Regions from separate parts of the Salvelinus alpinus genome. Here region 1 is linked to region 2. A link is a contact called in public Hi-C data. All regions are on one chromosome and are shown on one strand. Each heading gives the region's core, a stretch centred on a gene start, on an enhancer-like site or on the middle of the called end of the contact. The rest is flanking DNA. Distances are from core to core; before and after follow the strand shown. Region 1 holds the start of LOC139578845 (ATP-dependent RNA helicase DHX15). Region 2 holds the start of LOC139578835 (tetraspanin-5-like).

Region 1 (3,145 bases), core at 82-2,581, 240 kb before region 2:
ATGTGAAGCATCCGCTTGGCGTTTCCACTCACTAGTGGGCAGTGGGAGGAGATGGATTTTGGCAGACATTCTGCAAATTTTCTTATCGATTAAACATTTGATCTCAATACAGTTGTCTGTTCAAAAAACTAGAATATGTTATGAACATAGTGGACTAAGTATTGTAGACCTTGTCCTATGCAAACGTTTTTAAAAATCGTGTTGTTTAGAAGGTGCGCAAAGGCGAATTGAGTTCTTGCACACGCGCACTTCACAGAATAGGCGTCCCCTAACGCAAATATGCAGATCATGCTAGAACACGCCAATAGGATCTCGCTAACTCGTGCTTGAATCTGCCCACTATTGGTAAATTGTTCCCCATTGGAAACGAGGGGCGATTGTCTATCTTGGTTTAGTTATAAAACATCTTCGGTAAAACAGTAACAAATGTGTTGCTCACTGCTGCCATCCTCTGTATCATTGCGCCATAACAGTTGTTACACGGTCAGACTCATTAATGTTTCAGCACAGTTGAATAGCGGAAGTTATCAGTATACTTGGTGTCTTTCTATTTACAGTGTTGCCAACTTAGCGACTAGTCGCTATATTTAGCAAGTATTCAGACCCCTCTAGCGACACATTTTCAAAAAAGCGACTAGCGACAAATCTAGCGACTTTTTCTGGTGTTATTGGAGACTTTTGGAGACTCTGACGTGAAAGCACGTATCGTTCTTACTCTTCTCAACGAGCGTGCTGCGGTGGGCCGGGCCCCACGCCCAGTCCTCGCGCAGCAGTCCCTCCCAGTTGCAGTCAGAGCATGTTCATCACTCCTCGTCTAGACTGCAAATGAATCGCATGCGGGAAGCCGCCGCTGGATGATGCGGCCCTGGTTTACATAAAAAAAAAAAAATTAACCTGAATTAGGGCCAGACTAGTTACCATAATTTTCTCACATTGCCATTGACAGTTTTTTTCTATTGTCTCTTTAGTTCATTTTTAGATTGTTAATGTAGATTGTATACAAAAAAATGTTATGGTTAAAAATGTTAATGTTTTACTGTGGGCTCCTAAGTGGACCATAAGGTTAAAAACCAAACCAAATTAAGAAAACTAAACTAAAAAAATATTTTTTTTTATTAAAAACTAAGTAACTCCGCCAGTGTCTCTTTAGAGTCACTTTTGCTGGTCCCAAGCCCGGATAAAGCAGGAGGGTTGGAATTGTGACATAAAAAAAACAAGAATTGACAGAAGAAAGTTCATTTGTAGTTCTAAACATATTTAGGGTGTTTTTTTACTCACTTTTTGTCTCTCCCACGACGTTATTCCTTTCTCCTACAGAATCCATCACAATTACATGCACATTGCCAATTATGCAAATTAGGCGATGACGTCATTTAGCTACTTATAGCGACTTTTAGGACAGCCAATAGCTACTTTCCTTACTGAGGAGTTGACAACAGTGATTTGGTAGCGTGCACTGAGAAAATGGGCTACATTATCGTAAGATCCGCAGGTTTTACATTCTGTCTCTAGGACTAGGCTACTTGTTTTCAGGATATTCAATATTCTATGTGACAAGAAATTGTAGATCACATTAAGGCCTATTAGAAAAATACAAATACACTTTAACTTTGTTAAAGCAAAGCCCCTGAACTTTCGTGTATTTTCTGCACTATGCAATGATATGAGCAGTGACCATGTGACGCTTTTACAACATACAGAAGAGAGCTGGTTATCAAGGGTCAAAGTATTGACACATTTTTTAATTGAGAGGAGCTTAAAGTTTTCTTTCCTGACCATCATTTTCACTTGTCTGACCACTTGTATGATGACGAATTTCCCACACAACTGGTCTATCTGGGTGATGTTTTTTCTTTCCTGAATGATCTGAATCTAGGATTACAGGGACTCTCCGCAACTATATTCAATGTACGGGACAAAATTCCGGCTATGATTAAGAAGTTAGAGCTCTTCTCTGTCTGCATTAACAAGAACAACACACAGGTCTTTCCATCATTGTATGATTTTTTTGTGTGCAAATTAATTCAAGCTTACGGACAATGTCAAATGTGATATAGTGAAGCACCTGAGTGAGTTGGGTGAGCAATTATGCAGGTACTTTCCTGAAACGGATGACACAAACAACTGGATTCGTTATCCCTTTCATGCCCTGCCTCCAGTCCACTTACCGATATCTGAACAAGAGAGCCTCATCGAAATTGCAACAAGCGGTTCTGTGAAAAATGAATTTAATCAGAAGCCACTGCCAGATTTCTGGATTGGGCTGCACTCAGAGTATCTTGCCTTGGCAACTCCAGCTGTTAAGACCCTTTGCAACCATGTACCTATGTGAGAGTGGATTCTCGGCCCTCACTAGCATGAAAAATAAATACAGGCAGAGACTGTGTGTGGAAAAATTATTTAAGACTGAGACTCTCCAATACAACCCAACATTGCAGAGTTATGTGCATCCTTTCAAGCTCACCCTTCTCATTAACCTGTGATGAGTTATTCACAATTTTCAATGAACAAATAAGGTTTTATATGTAAGATGGTTAAATAAGGAGCAAAATTATTGATTATTATTATATTATTATTTGTGCCCTGGTCCTATAAGAGCTCTTTGTCACTTCCCACGAGCTGGGTTGTGACAAAAACTTACACTCATTCTTATGTTTAATAAATGTATCGTATAGTGTGTGTGTGGCAGGCTTACAATGATGGCAAAAAACAACATTTGAGAGTGTGCTGACCGTGGTGCTAGAGGGGGTACGTAGCTGAAGGTTGAATGTTTGAAGGGGTACGGGACTATAAAAAGTTTGGGAACCACTGCCCTACCGGAAGGGGTGATGCAGAGAGGAAGAGGCGAAGCGAGAGATTACATCTCCCCAAAATCTGTTCAAAATAAGCCCAATACGTTTGTCTTGATTTATTTTGGACCTAAACTTGTTGCCTGCCTTTCCCGCCTTTGGGACAACGGTCGGTTGCTATCTCACTAAAACGAGCCCATTGACTTCCATTGTTTGGGCATCTCCTCATTATACACAAATCTCTGGCTGAACAAACCAGAGGTTTCATTTCCGGATTTTAGAACAAACTGGCGAGCTCTATAAGCAATGGGGACACATTGGGTGTTTCTCAATATGCATTATACCGTGCTCCACAC
Region 2 (3,098 bases), core at 248-2,747:
AAAGCACACACATCCCTGGGTCTCTCCTCTTTTCAGTTCGCTGCAGCTAGAGACTGGAACGAGCTGCAACAAACACTCAAACTGGATAGTTTTATCTCAATCTCTTCTTTTAAAGACTCAATCTTGGACACTCTTACTGGCAGTTGTGACTGCTTTGTGTGATGTATTGTTGTCTGTACCTTTTTGCCCTTTGTGCTGTTGTCTGTGCCCAATAATGTTTGTACCATGTTTTGTGCTGCTACCATGTTGTTGTATGTTGTGTTGCTACCATGCTGTGTTGTCATGTGTTGCTGCCTTGCTATGTTGTTGTCTTAGCTCTATCTTGTTGTGATGTGTGTTTAGTCCTATATTTATATTGTATTATTTTTTTTATTCCAGGCCCCGTCACCGCAGGAGGCCTTTTGGTAGGCGGTCATTGTAAATAATAATTTGTTCTTAACTGACTTGCCTAGTTAAATAAAGATTAAATATCAGATAAAGTAGATATTTTTCTCAATAGTCTGCATGTTGACATAATTGTCATGCACAGTGATGCCAAGATGTTATAAAATAGAAACAATAGAGGGAACATGTTATCAGATGTAAGCTGCTATAGCTTGCATTTCATTTAAGGAGTGCCATGAGCTGTAGGCCTACAAATTTAATGACAAAAAATGACATTATGACGTAATCACAAATGGATACTTAGAATTACAACGAGCAGCAAGAGGGAAGCTGCTTATCTAGGTCCGGACCCCGCGTTCATCAAAATAAACCATAATTCTACTATTTTAGTTCAACATTGGCGCATTTACCACCGATTCGGCTATTATTGGTGTCCCGTATGTTGGTGTCCTCATAAAGCACCTATTCAATGTTAATAATGGTCGACCAATAACCTAATGTGCACTGCATTCAGATTTCAATTCGTTTAATTATCTTATTTATTGCATCCGTTGATGTAAGACTTAAAAAACATTAATGATACAAATTCCTTGCCCATTTTCCCCCATATGTGAAACGCAGGCCAAGGTTGAAAAGCATTTCAATATGATGTAGGCTAGTCTATAAAGCCATGAGACACTGAAAACGTCATATAGCAGATTTACTTACCCAAAATATTATATTGAATCCAAATATGAAATATTTGATACAGCAACTGACTTCATGAGCCTTGAAATACTTTCCGGACATCATTTGGCTCGTATTTACAAATGTCGCCCACCAGAATAGGGCTAAATCACATCCAATCTGGTTTGGGTTCGACAGATCGTTTCAGAAACCCGCAGTTAACGGTTCAACCAGTAGAAATGTTCCGACAATTGTTCAGCGTGTAATAACGTTCAACATCTTGCTTCCTCTTTGAAATGCGTAGGGTCACAAACTATCTGCTTTAAAACAAATATCGAATGTCGTATCCAATATATATATTTTTTACCCTACAGTATATGAGCCCAACCAGATTAAAACCTTTCTTCTGTCTGGTCCATGATCTAGACACCGCTGTTATTTGATGGACGTGTCTGCCTACCAATGAGAGCTTTCCTGTCATGACTATACATGGCACGTGCAAAACAACTGGGAACTCGGAACATGGAACTCAGAAATGTACGACTTCCGACAGTTCAAAACAACTGGGAAACATCGTTTTGAACAGTCATCCAACTCTGAATTCCTTTTTCTGGAGCTCTGATTTTCCGACCTGAAGTTCACTGACGTCATGATTTGACCTCATATTTTTCCGAGTTCCCAGTTGTTTTGAACGCAGCAATAGACCTTTAACAAAGATGTTTATAACTAACCCAAGATAGACCCCAGCCTGTAGTTTCCAACGGGAACAAATGAGTCATAGTTGGCAGAACAATTAGGAGGCGGGCAGAGCCAAGCACGAGCTAGCGAGATCATATTGGCGCGTTCTAGCATGTATTTGCATATTTCCGTAAGAGAACGCAAAAACTCGATTCGCCCTAGCACTCCTTTCTGAACCTTTTATTTATTTATTTATAAAAAAATGTCTGGCAAAGGGTAAAGTCTACAAATCTTAGTCCACTCTGTTCGTAACAGATTCAAGTTTTGGGAACAGAAAACTGTGTTGAGATCAAATGTTTAATCGATGAGAACATTTGCAGAATGTTGGCCAAAATCCATCTCGTTCTATCTTCTCTCTCTGCCGGCCACTGGGCTTCTTCTCGCCATCAAATTTAATAGTGAGTGGAAACGCCAAGCGGATGCTTCACATTTATACATTCGTTGAAATATCTGCCTCATTGTTCTATCTGTGCCTATACCCTGGTTTTAATGTCCATGCCTATACCACAGAGCAGCAGTTTGTTTTGACTTGCAAAGGTTGCCTAATGGTTAGAGCGTTGGGCCGGTAACTGAAAGGTTGCTAGATCGAATCTCAGAGCTTACAAGGTAAAAATCTGTCGTTCTGCCCCTGAACAAGGCAGTTAACCCACTGTTCCCAGGCTGTCTTAACTGACTTGCCTAGTAAAATAAAAAAAAGCAGCCTGGCAAAGTTGCACTCCTTGTGATGACAAATTGACTAAATTAGTTTAATTCTTTAGGAAATATGTAATCGGGACAATTGTCAAAATGTTCTTAGGGGATGTGTGTGTGAATGGGGGGGAACTGCAAACTTGTGGCGCAGCAGTCTAAGGCACTGCATCTCAGTGCAAGAGCTGGTTCGAATCCAGGCTGTATCATATCCAGCCGTGATTGGATATGGGCGGTGCACAATTGGCCCAGTGTCGTCTGGGTTTGGACTGGGTAGGCCGTCATTGTAAACAAGAATTTGTTCTTAATTGACTTGCCAAGTTAAATAAAGAGTACCTTTATTTTTTTTTAAATGCCCATAGTCCAATAAAGACATGTTATTGATAAGTACAGTCAGCAGCCATATCACCTGGCATTCTTCTGCTGGGTTGCACCGAGTTGGGCTTTGGAAGAGGTTTCTACTGTGATGAGGGCACTGTTATCAAAGGGTGCCATCCTTGCTAAAACTGTAAACTGATGCCCTGATTGAGGACAAGTATTCCAGGGCAGGGCTGTGCACAGACGTTTCAGTGGGCAGGGGCTCAAAATGTAAAATAATCTACTTTAAGCATTAATTTCTAGAA

The links. Hi-C and Micro-C count contacts between places; a contact is called where the count stands out from the background.
Region 1: a Hi-C map of muscle shows a contact between it and region 2, with 5 times the contacts expected there. The contact joins the promoter of LOC139578845 here to the promoter of LOC139578835 in region 2. A contact is called at or near these places in 2 of 3 Hi-C or Micro-C datasets (muscle and red muscle).

The regions. Positions count from the first base shown.
Region 1 is chr6:52,006,035-52,009,179 of SLU_Salpinus.1, reverse strand. It overlaps LOC139578845 (ATP-dependent RNA helicase DHX15), which reads right to left and starts at 1,331. Exons shown (of 15, transcript XM_071406930.1): 1 at 1,279-1,331; 2 at 716-865.
Region 2 is chr6:51,765,179-51,768,276 of SLU_Salpinus.1, reverse strand. It overlaps LOC139578835 (tetraspanin-5-like), which reads right to left and starts at 1,497. Exons shown (of 11, transcript XR_011675627.1): 1 at 1,093-1,497.